2 separate regions of the Mus musculus genome follow, and region 1 is linked to region 2. The links are chromatin contacts, called in public promoter capture Hi-C maps. All regions are on one chromosome and are shown on one strand. Each heading gives the region's core, a stretch centred on a gene start, on an enhancer-like site or on the middle of the called end of the contact. The rest is flanking DNA. Distances are from core to core; before and after follow the strand shown.

Region 1 (4,366 bases), core at 1,025-3,524, 360 kb before region 2:
GTTCATACATGTGTGTTATCCTTGAAAAGACATTAAACTAAGAGGAGTCAGGGATGTCTCAGCCCCTATTCAAGTAGCCCTGGTGTATGCTGCACAGTAATGAACCTGAAGGGATATTTCTCTGGCATGTTAGCACCTCGGGGTCCTTCATGCCTTGGTGGGGCTGAGATGAAGTGCACATGGGTGTGGTGGAGGAGAGGAGATCCATAGGCTTAGCCCTTATCTGAGGCCCTCGTCTTAGCCATATCTGAGCCATATCTGAGTTCCTCTAAGGGCTCTGCTCTACCTCACAGCTCCAATGAGGGTCTGATAGGTTGAAGCTTTACTTCCTCAGAGGTCAGTTCTCTGCTGTGCAGATATGGCCATCCACATCTCTCGTGGAAAGCAAGCTGTGTGTCTTGTCTTAGCTCTCATGCCTTTCCCAAAGAGGACCAGGTGGGAGGGTACTTCCAGTCACCACAGGAGTATCTGAGGCAGAGCAAGCTTGTGTCCAGTGAATTCTGCAACGAGTCGGGATCCTTACGCACTGTTTCCTAGTTGTGTCACTGGGTGCAGCAGTCACTTAACATTTCCAGCTGTCAATTCCCACACTTTTAAAGTCAAGTTATTATCTCCTGCCTCCTAGGGCTATTAAAGGATTACGTTTAATAAGGTGAGGCACAGGAAAGGCTGAAGGGTTTCGTGCATGGTGAGCTCGGAGAAAGGACTAACTGGTGTCGAGATGCTCTGTGCATGTCTCAGCTCTTCTGTGACCAGACTTGACGTGGGTACCATTGAGGACGTTTTTCTAGACCTACGTGGCATAGCAGGAAGCCCTATAGCAGGAGAGCTGACCCCTGTTCCTTACGGCTCTGACTCGGTCCAGGAGTCCCTCTGGGATGATTGACATGATTTGTTTATATATATAGCCCTTCCTTTTGAGGTCTTCCTAGTGTCTCAAGGATGAGTAAAGCTCTTACTTTTCACAGGAATCTCTGAGAGTAGGGGAATGGAATGCTAGAACACAGGCTCGCCCGGGCCAGGGTGGAATAGCTGTCAAAGAGAAGAAACACGGAACCCTACATATACAAAACAAACTGTCATCCATGACAGGAGCTGGTATACACAGATGGTATTTAGTGGTGTAGAACAGAAGGCAACCGGTGAGAGGTTGAACTTGTTTTTGTGTTTGAAACTTGCACAGGTCAAAATCGCGTACGTGAACTTTGTCAACCATTGCTACGTTGACACTGAAGTGGAGATGAAGGAGATCTACACAAGTAACCACATTTGGAAGTTATTTGAGAATTTCTTGGTGGATATGGCGAGGGTAAGTTAATGCCTCTTGATGTGCGGGTAAGGTCACTAGGATTGATTGGCACGGACTGTGACTGAGCAGTAAATATCTAGATGCCTCTGATGTTTGATCATCCGGACTGTTTCCTTACATCTTCACTGGGTTCCAGTAAATGCATAGTTAGAGTGTTCCCGTTTTACATCATTTTTGTGCGACCAGCTAGAAGTCACCATGCCCTTTCTTAGGTGAATCACTGCTAGGGAAACGATCCCACTTCTCCCACATTTAGTACATACTATTTATGTTTGTGGCCAGTGACCTGTGGGAACCTTGGCTCTGACCAGCTGCAGCCTACTCCGTCCGGAGTCCTTGAAGCAAAGGATAATTTCTGGGCTGGTGACTGAGCTTAAAGTTGTTGCATGTGCAGGGAGATGTTAAAGCAATTACAGATCTGCAGCTGCGGGGTTGCCTGGCGCCTCTAACTGGAGATAAGCTTGAGAAAGACCAAGGTCACATCCCCAGCAGCACAGGTTATAAAGCCAAAATGGATTTTATGTTTTTAAAACCAAAGAAAGCTGGAGATAACTGCCTGACCCAGCTAGCCCTGGAAACGCTCCTTTCACTTCTGAATTCGGAAGCCACTCCTGCTTGGTTTTACTGAGTTTGCCTAAGTGGGTGATTCGTGTTATTTATTATATAAAGTGTTATGTATTACGTAAAGGCTGCTGGAGAATTTATTATATAAAGTGCTATGTATTACGTAAAGGCTGCTGGAGAATTTATTATATACAGTGCTATGTATTACGTAAAGGCTGCTGGAGAATTTATTATATACAGTGCTATGTATTACGTAAAGGCTGCTGGAGAATTTATTATATAAAGTGTTATGTATTATGTAAAGGCTGCTGGAGAATTCCTGGAATCCCTGGCTGTCTGCTCTGACTCTCATACTGAGGCTGGGCTGACTGCAGACGCCTTTGTTTTTTCTTGGGTTCTTTGTCCTGCAAAGCAGGGCCCTTCTCCAGATGAACATGAAATATGCCTCTCTTATGAGGAGGAAGCCCAGGAGCAGACCCCTCCTTCCTCCAGAAAGGTGGAGGAGCCACTGAAAACTTTCACATGCTGGTTACAAAACAACCAAGGTGGCCTTCCAGGACAGCTCTCCACGAAGCTTGCTAGGCCCTGCTTTCCAGAGTTTGACTCAGCACTTAGGAGATAAGATATTCGAAACAAGTCTTAGATGACAACTGTTAGTCCTGGGGCTGCCCCAGAGAGCCACTGTAATAGGTATGGCAGCTAAGGGCAGAACTTTCAATGGAGTTACTCAGACCAGGACTCAGGCACAGACTCTGTCTTTCTCTCACTGGCTTGCTTATATTGGGAAAAGCACTGTAACCATTCTGCCCCCCGAGTTTCCTTACAATAAGTACGTTTTCCCAGGATGGAGCTGGTGAGGTAATACACATGTACTCTTAGTACATGCTGCTCTTCGCATAGGGCTTGGTGACATTATGTCATCACCAGGATTACCACAGGACCACAAGAAGCCTTTTGGGAAGTTTTAGGAGCTTTGCCGAGATCTAAGTGACAATAGGACATTGAGAGTGGGAAAAGAGACTCTACACAGGCAAGAGACATGCTCTGCTTATGAAGCCAGATGAACATTAAGTTGGGCAGGCATGAAGCTGCACAAAATGAAACCAGGCATGTATGAAACCAGGCATGACAGTTACAAGATATGTGTGAAGCCAGGCATGCATATATCAAGGCATGCATGAAGCCAGGTATGCATGTATCAAGACATGCATGAAGTCAGGCATGCATGTATCAAGACATGCATGAAGTCAGGCATGCATGAAACCAGATATGCATGTATCAAGACATGCATGAAGGCAGGCATGCATGAAGCCAGGCATGCATGAAACCAGATATGCATGTGTCAAGACATTCATGAAGCCAGGCATGCATGAAACCACACATGCATGTATCAAGACATGCATGAAGTCAGGCATGCATGAAACCAGATATGCATGCACCAAGACATGCATGAAGCCAGGCATGCGTGAAGCCAGATATGCATGTATAAAGGCATGCATGAAGTCAGGCATGCATGAAACCAGGTATGTGTGATGCAGACCTTCTGGGTACTGGAATGTGAAGGAAGCCAGCTGTGTGTGAAGCTGGCCACGAATTAAGCTGGACTGTGAACATGCATGGAAACAGATATCTTAGTTATGGTTTCTACTGCTATAAAGAGGAACATGATCACAGCAACTCTTATAAAGGAAAACATTTCATTGAAACTAGCTTGTAGTTCAGTTCAGGGGATTAAGCAGAGCAGGAAGCATGGCAATGTACAGGCAGACATGGTGCTGGAGAGGCAGCTGAGAGTTCTACATCCAGATCAGCAGGCAGCAGGAAGAGAGAGACATTGGGCCTGGCTTGAGCATTTGAGACCTCAAAGCTTATCACTAAGTGACATACTTCCTCCAGTAAGGCCATACCTCCTCCAATTAGTGCTACTCCCTCTGATCCTATGGAGGCCACATTCATTCAAACTACCATACCAGGTATGCACAAAGCCAGACCTGCATGAATTCAGATACTGTGAAGTCTGCATGCACACATGAGTTGATTTAAACTGCTGCGAAGGGAAGGAGTCAGACTCAGGAGCTAACAGCAAACTTGTAAAGCCTTGGAGAACTGATTGATGTCAGAGAGGAATGAGAAAAAGCTAGAGATGAGTTTTTCTCTAAGTTGGGTTGAAGGCACCCAACACTGCAGGGGTATAGGAGAAGAGTGGTCAGAGCAACCTCATATTCAGTTCTTAGTGTTAGCATCTACTTGGATATTTCTCATAACAATGTCCTAACTATGTTTGACATCCTTTGGTTTTATTTCTGCACAACTTATTTAAAGATTCCTACTTCAACTCAATGCTTTTCTTCATTATAGTCTCTGCCTTGTTTAACTTGAGCAGCTATGTGGGGGCAAGTTCAGTGAAGCAAAGACATAGTGTATAGCAGGAGTCATATGTCCTCTTTGCCAGGCCCACTTTGAAATTATAAAATCATGAACCTCAGGGAACTT
Region 2 (4,256 bases), core at 886-3,385:
TGAAAAATATTAAGGATTATTCTGAAACATTTGAGATTGGTGATTGAATTTAAATTCCTGGTATGAAAAGCCGGTTTATGCTGGCCACAGGCAACTGCTAGCAGGAGAGATCCAGTAAAAGTGGTCGTTACCCTCCAGGTTATCATCCTCGTAGAAAAGCCCCACGTTGAGCTTTTACCACACCATTTTTAGCTTTGGGTTTTGGTGACCAGCAGATAGACCATGTGACTGCTCTCCTATCTACTGCATACCCTGCCACGTGCACATAAGCACAGTCACACCCAGATACACACGTGTGTCCTTAAACTGCAGTTATCCATAATGCTTACCATTGGCCAAGTTCACTTACTGACAAAAAGAAGTTTGTCTATCTTAAAGAAAATAGTGCTAGCAAGATGGCTCAGTGGGTAAAGACTCCCGCCACCAACTCTGATGACCTGAGTTCAATACCCACATGGTAGAAGGAAAGAGCCAACTCCCTGCAGGATGCCCCCTGAGCTCTATACACACATACCATAGCATACAGACACACAATAAATAAATGAATAATAAAGTATAATTTAAAAACAATTAAATGATAACATTTCGACTCAAACCTTGATTTGCCAAAGGCCATGTAACAAGTACACAACCATGAGAACATGAGCCAGCGATCCAGGCCACCTAAATTAAGACTCGACTCCCCAGTGCTCCAGGGGGAAGGCACTCCCTAGTGCTCCTGGGGGAGGGGGAGCACTCCCCAGTGCTCCCGGGGGAGGGGGAGCACTCTCTAGTGCTCCCGGGGAGGGGGGAGAACTCCCCAGTGCTCCCGGGGTGGGGGGGGGAGCACATCCAGTGCACATATTTCTTTACTTGTAAATTTGGGATGATACCTGTAACTCTGACTTTACATTGTCATTACAAGGATAGAGACCTGCCATCTCCGAAGGGCACAGGAGCCCTTGCTGGCTGTTTGTGAGGAATACCGCCATGTCCAGGATTCTTCCCGCAGGATGTTGCCTGTTTGTTCTCTGTCATGTGGGAGGAACAACACAGACTTGGCTTGCAGAAGGGTGTAAACATTAAGACAAACACTGAGGTTGCTTAATTGTGATCTCGCTCCTTAACTGTATAGAACCCGGCAGCTCAAGGACAGAAGAAAAGAACACACATCCCCTAGCAAAGTGACATCTCACACTTAGTGACTCTCAGCGTCAGGCAAGCTTGCCTGTCAGGTCACAGACACTCAGGCCTGCTGGTGGCACCTGGTGGCACCTTCCTTTCTAGATCTTAAGTCTGACAGCAACAGGCTCCTGCGGTAAAACCCATAATTTAAAACCAAGAGTGTTGTTTTGCCCACATGACAAGAATAAACAATCAACGAAGGCAGGCGTGTGGAGTCACCTTGGGACCTTGACAGCAGCCTGTGTGGGTGTCCCTGCAGAACATCCCTGGAGGCCAGCTCTGTGCTTATGTAACCCCCAGGCTTTCTCCTGCCCTGCTGTAATTGGAACCCGCTGTGGCTTTCCCAGTTGGTGGCTCTGGGAGGAGGGGGGGGGTCTGTTTCGATTTAATGATCTCCCCCTTAGCCAGAATGGTAAGGCCTGGCTGCTGCTGGGGAAATGCCTGCCACAGAGCAGCCCAAGGAAATGCCAGCAAGGTGTCTGCAGTCACATGATCTTCAAGGGCTCAACAAATGCACAAGAACCCTCAGAAAAGGGGGAAACACCTAGAAGGGCAGACAGGAGGGTCCACACCCAGTGACCCACCAGGCCCAGAGGCCGAGTCCTGGGAGAAACAGGAAAGTCCTGGTGGTCTCTGGAGTCTGAGAGCAGGGTATGTGTGTGTGGGGGGGGCGGGGGAAACAGATAGACAGACAGACAGAGATAGAGACAGAGCGAACAGAACAGTCCATCACCACAACACGCTGGCTTGCCCTGTCTATCCAGGTACCCAATAAATTCTCATAAAAAGCTTAGGCCAAGGTGCGCAGGGGTAGAGGGCTAAAATGCAGCCATGCAGAGCTGAGTCCCACCTAAAGGCCCCTTTCATCCACCCTGAAACACAGTGGAAAGCTCAGGGGACATCCACTCTGCCCTGTTGGAGCCCAGATACCACAGAGAACGTCTGGGATTGCTGGCAGCTGCCTGGCTGAAGGTCACCTTCAGGAGCAGATAAAGAGTTCCCTCTTTGTCAGTGTCTGTCATGGGTGAAGGAAGGATAGAACTAATGAGGTCTTCTCTGTGGGGTTCTGAAGCCTGGCTGGCGCTGACAGTTGCCTTGCTTCTTTCTTTTCTTTCCCCATCTCTTTTTTATTTTATTTTATTTTATTTTATTTATTTTTAAGGTACAGCTGTTGAGAGGCCTGCTGGGGTCTCACTGAAAGTAAAGCAAGGGGAGAGGCCTGAGAGCTTTCCATGACTGGAGAAAAATCCAGGTAGGAATGGTTTTACTTTCTGGATCAATCTCCTGAGATTTGGCATGCTAGTTCCTACAAGGTTTTTAGCTTTCTTTTTATTTTTTCTTTCTCTTTTCTCATCACCATGCCTTGTTATTTGCTCAACCTCACCAAAAAGAAGTCTGAGCTGGTGTCTGTTCACTTACTGTTTCTTCTAAAAAAAAAAAAAAAAAAAAAAAAGAAAAAGACCAAAGACTTCATATCTAAAAGGTGAATTTCAGGGCTGGAGAGGTGGTTCAGGCATTGAGAGAGAGAGCACTTGCTGTTCTTCCAGAGGACCCAAGTTCAGTTCCCTATACCCTCATGGTGGCTCACAATTATCTGTTAAGAAGTGTGAGCACGTTGCTTTTTATACCACTATCTTTGAGTATATAACCTCCTCCTAATCCTCCTTCTTCTTCCTCCTTCCTCTTCCTTCTCCTCTTCCTCCTCTTCCTCCTCCTTCCCCTCTTCCTCTTCCTCTTCCTCCTCTTCCTCTTCTTCCTCCTCCTCCTGACAGGATCCCATGATGTGATCTTGCTGGCCTCCAACTCAGTATGCTGTTGAGGCTGGCCTTGAACTTTTGAATTTCTGACCCTCCTGCTTTCTACTTCCTGCGTGGTGAGCTCACAGCCATGTACAACCATGCCTTATTTATTTGGTGCTGGGGTCAACTCTAGGGTTTTATCCATGCTAGGCAACCACTCTGCCAGCTGAGCTATATCTCCATAATTTAAGAACACCCCATTTTTTATCTTTGTGATTTTAAAATGGCATTATTGATTTATTCTTGGGCTTTATGTCTCCTGGTTTTAGGAAGCAAAGACTATGCCAAGAAGAAAGTCAACTACAGATGGAGAAGAGGAACATACAGAACACTCTCATGCTGGACTCTGGTGCCAAGCAAACCACCCAGGCAGGACCGCTCAGTCCATCTTATGCTTCCCACTCCGAGCAGTATCTAAGTCTCTCTCTACCCCTGAATGGCTGTATAAGTGTCTCCCTACCTCTGAGTGGGTGTCTTAATCTCTCTCGACCTCTGAGGGAGTGTCTAAGACTCTTCCTACCTCTGAGGGGGTGACTAAGCTTCTCCCCCACTCTGAAGGGAGACACTCCAAGGCTCTCCTTTTGTGTAGTGTGATGCTATGTGCCTGAAAGTATTGCAACCAAATGCACTGCTCCCGACAGACAGAAGTTCATAGCAATGGAAGGCATGCAACAGCCAAGCCACGCATAGCCTAGCCATTTCCCTCATAAGCAGTGCCCACTGGACACACCCAGTGAACCCTTTCTGCCTTGGCTTTCCCACCTACAAGGGGACAGACACTCAGACTGTTTTATTGTTGAGATATTCCAAATACCCCAAGATTTAGAAATGGGCACCCAGAGAGACACAGTTCTCTGGCCAAGTCTTTTGTTGAACTGCTCAATATTTGTTATGGGGGCATTAAAGGTCCTACTTCATGTGCTGTAGGCCAACACAACTCCTGGAAATTAATTAAAAGGCCTAGCATTACCTCTATGACTGTACCAATGCCCTCCTAGAACATGTTTTTTCTGTCTGAAAATGGAGTTTCTGGAGTCATTAACTAAGTAGCACCTCTCTTGTTTGCAATCAGATTCTTTTCTATGAAAACAGGAGAAACAACTTACCTTCATAGAAAACTGGACACATGTCCTCTCGTCAACTTGGTATGAGACACAAAGCATGAACAGTCCAAGGTAAGCCACCACGCAGACCTGCAGAGGGAACACAGGACACAAACATGACTGGGCACCAGGACGCCAGCCACACACAGCTCAGTGTCCCCCACAGTGCCACCTTTGTTGCTAAGCCCTT

The links. Promoter capture Hi-C pulls out the DNA fragments that hold promoters and counts their contacts.
Region 1: a contact with region 2 is called in a promoter capture Hi-C map of cranial neural crest. The contact joins two enhancer-like sites. A contact is called at or near these places in 1 of 39 promoter capture datasets (cranial neural crest), 1 of 484 Hi-C or Micro-C datasets (bone marrow-derived macrophages), 2 of 115 datasets of contacts at active chromatin or transcription factors (embryonic stem cells and pancreatic cancer cells) and 1 of 9 other capture datasets (embryonic stem cells).

The regions. Positions count from the first base shown.
Region 1 is chr6:146,320,054-146,324,419 of GRCm38.p6, reverse strand. It overlaps Itpr2 (inositol 1,4,5-triphosphate receptor 2), which reads left to right. Exons shown (of 57, transcript NM_019923.4): 32 at 1,184-1,309. Among named protein-coding and RNA genes, the nearest start is that of Gm35596, 100 kb to the right of the region's middle. Within about 2 kb of position 2,274, at least 27 of the 459 cell types and tissues checked have an H3K27ac peak or open chromatin away from gene starts, as enhancers often do.
Region 2 is chr6:145,955,495-145,959,750 of GRCm38.p6, reverse strand. Sspn (sarcospan) reads right to left here. Exons shown (of 3, transcript NM_010656.3): 2 at 4,070-4,156. Among named protein-coding and RNA genes, the nearest start is that of Gm32838, 11 kb to the left of the region's middle. Within about 2 kb of position 2,135, at least 22 of the 459 cell types and tissues checked have an H3K27ac peak or open chromatin away from gene starts, as enhancers often do.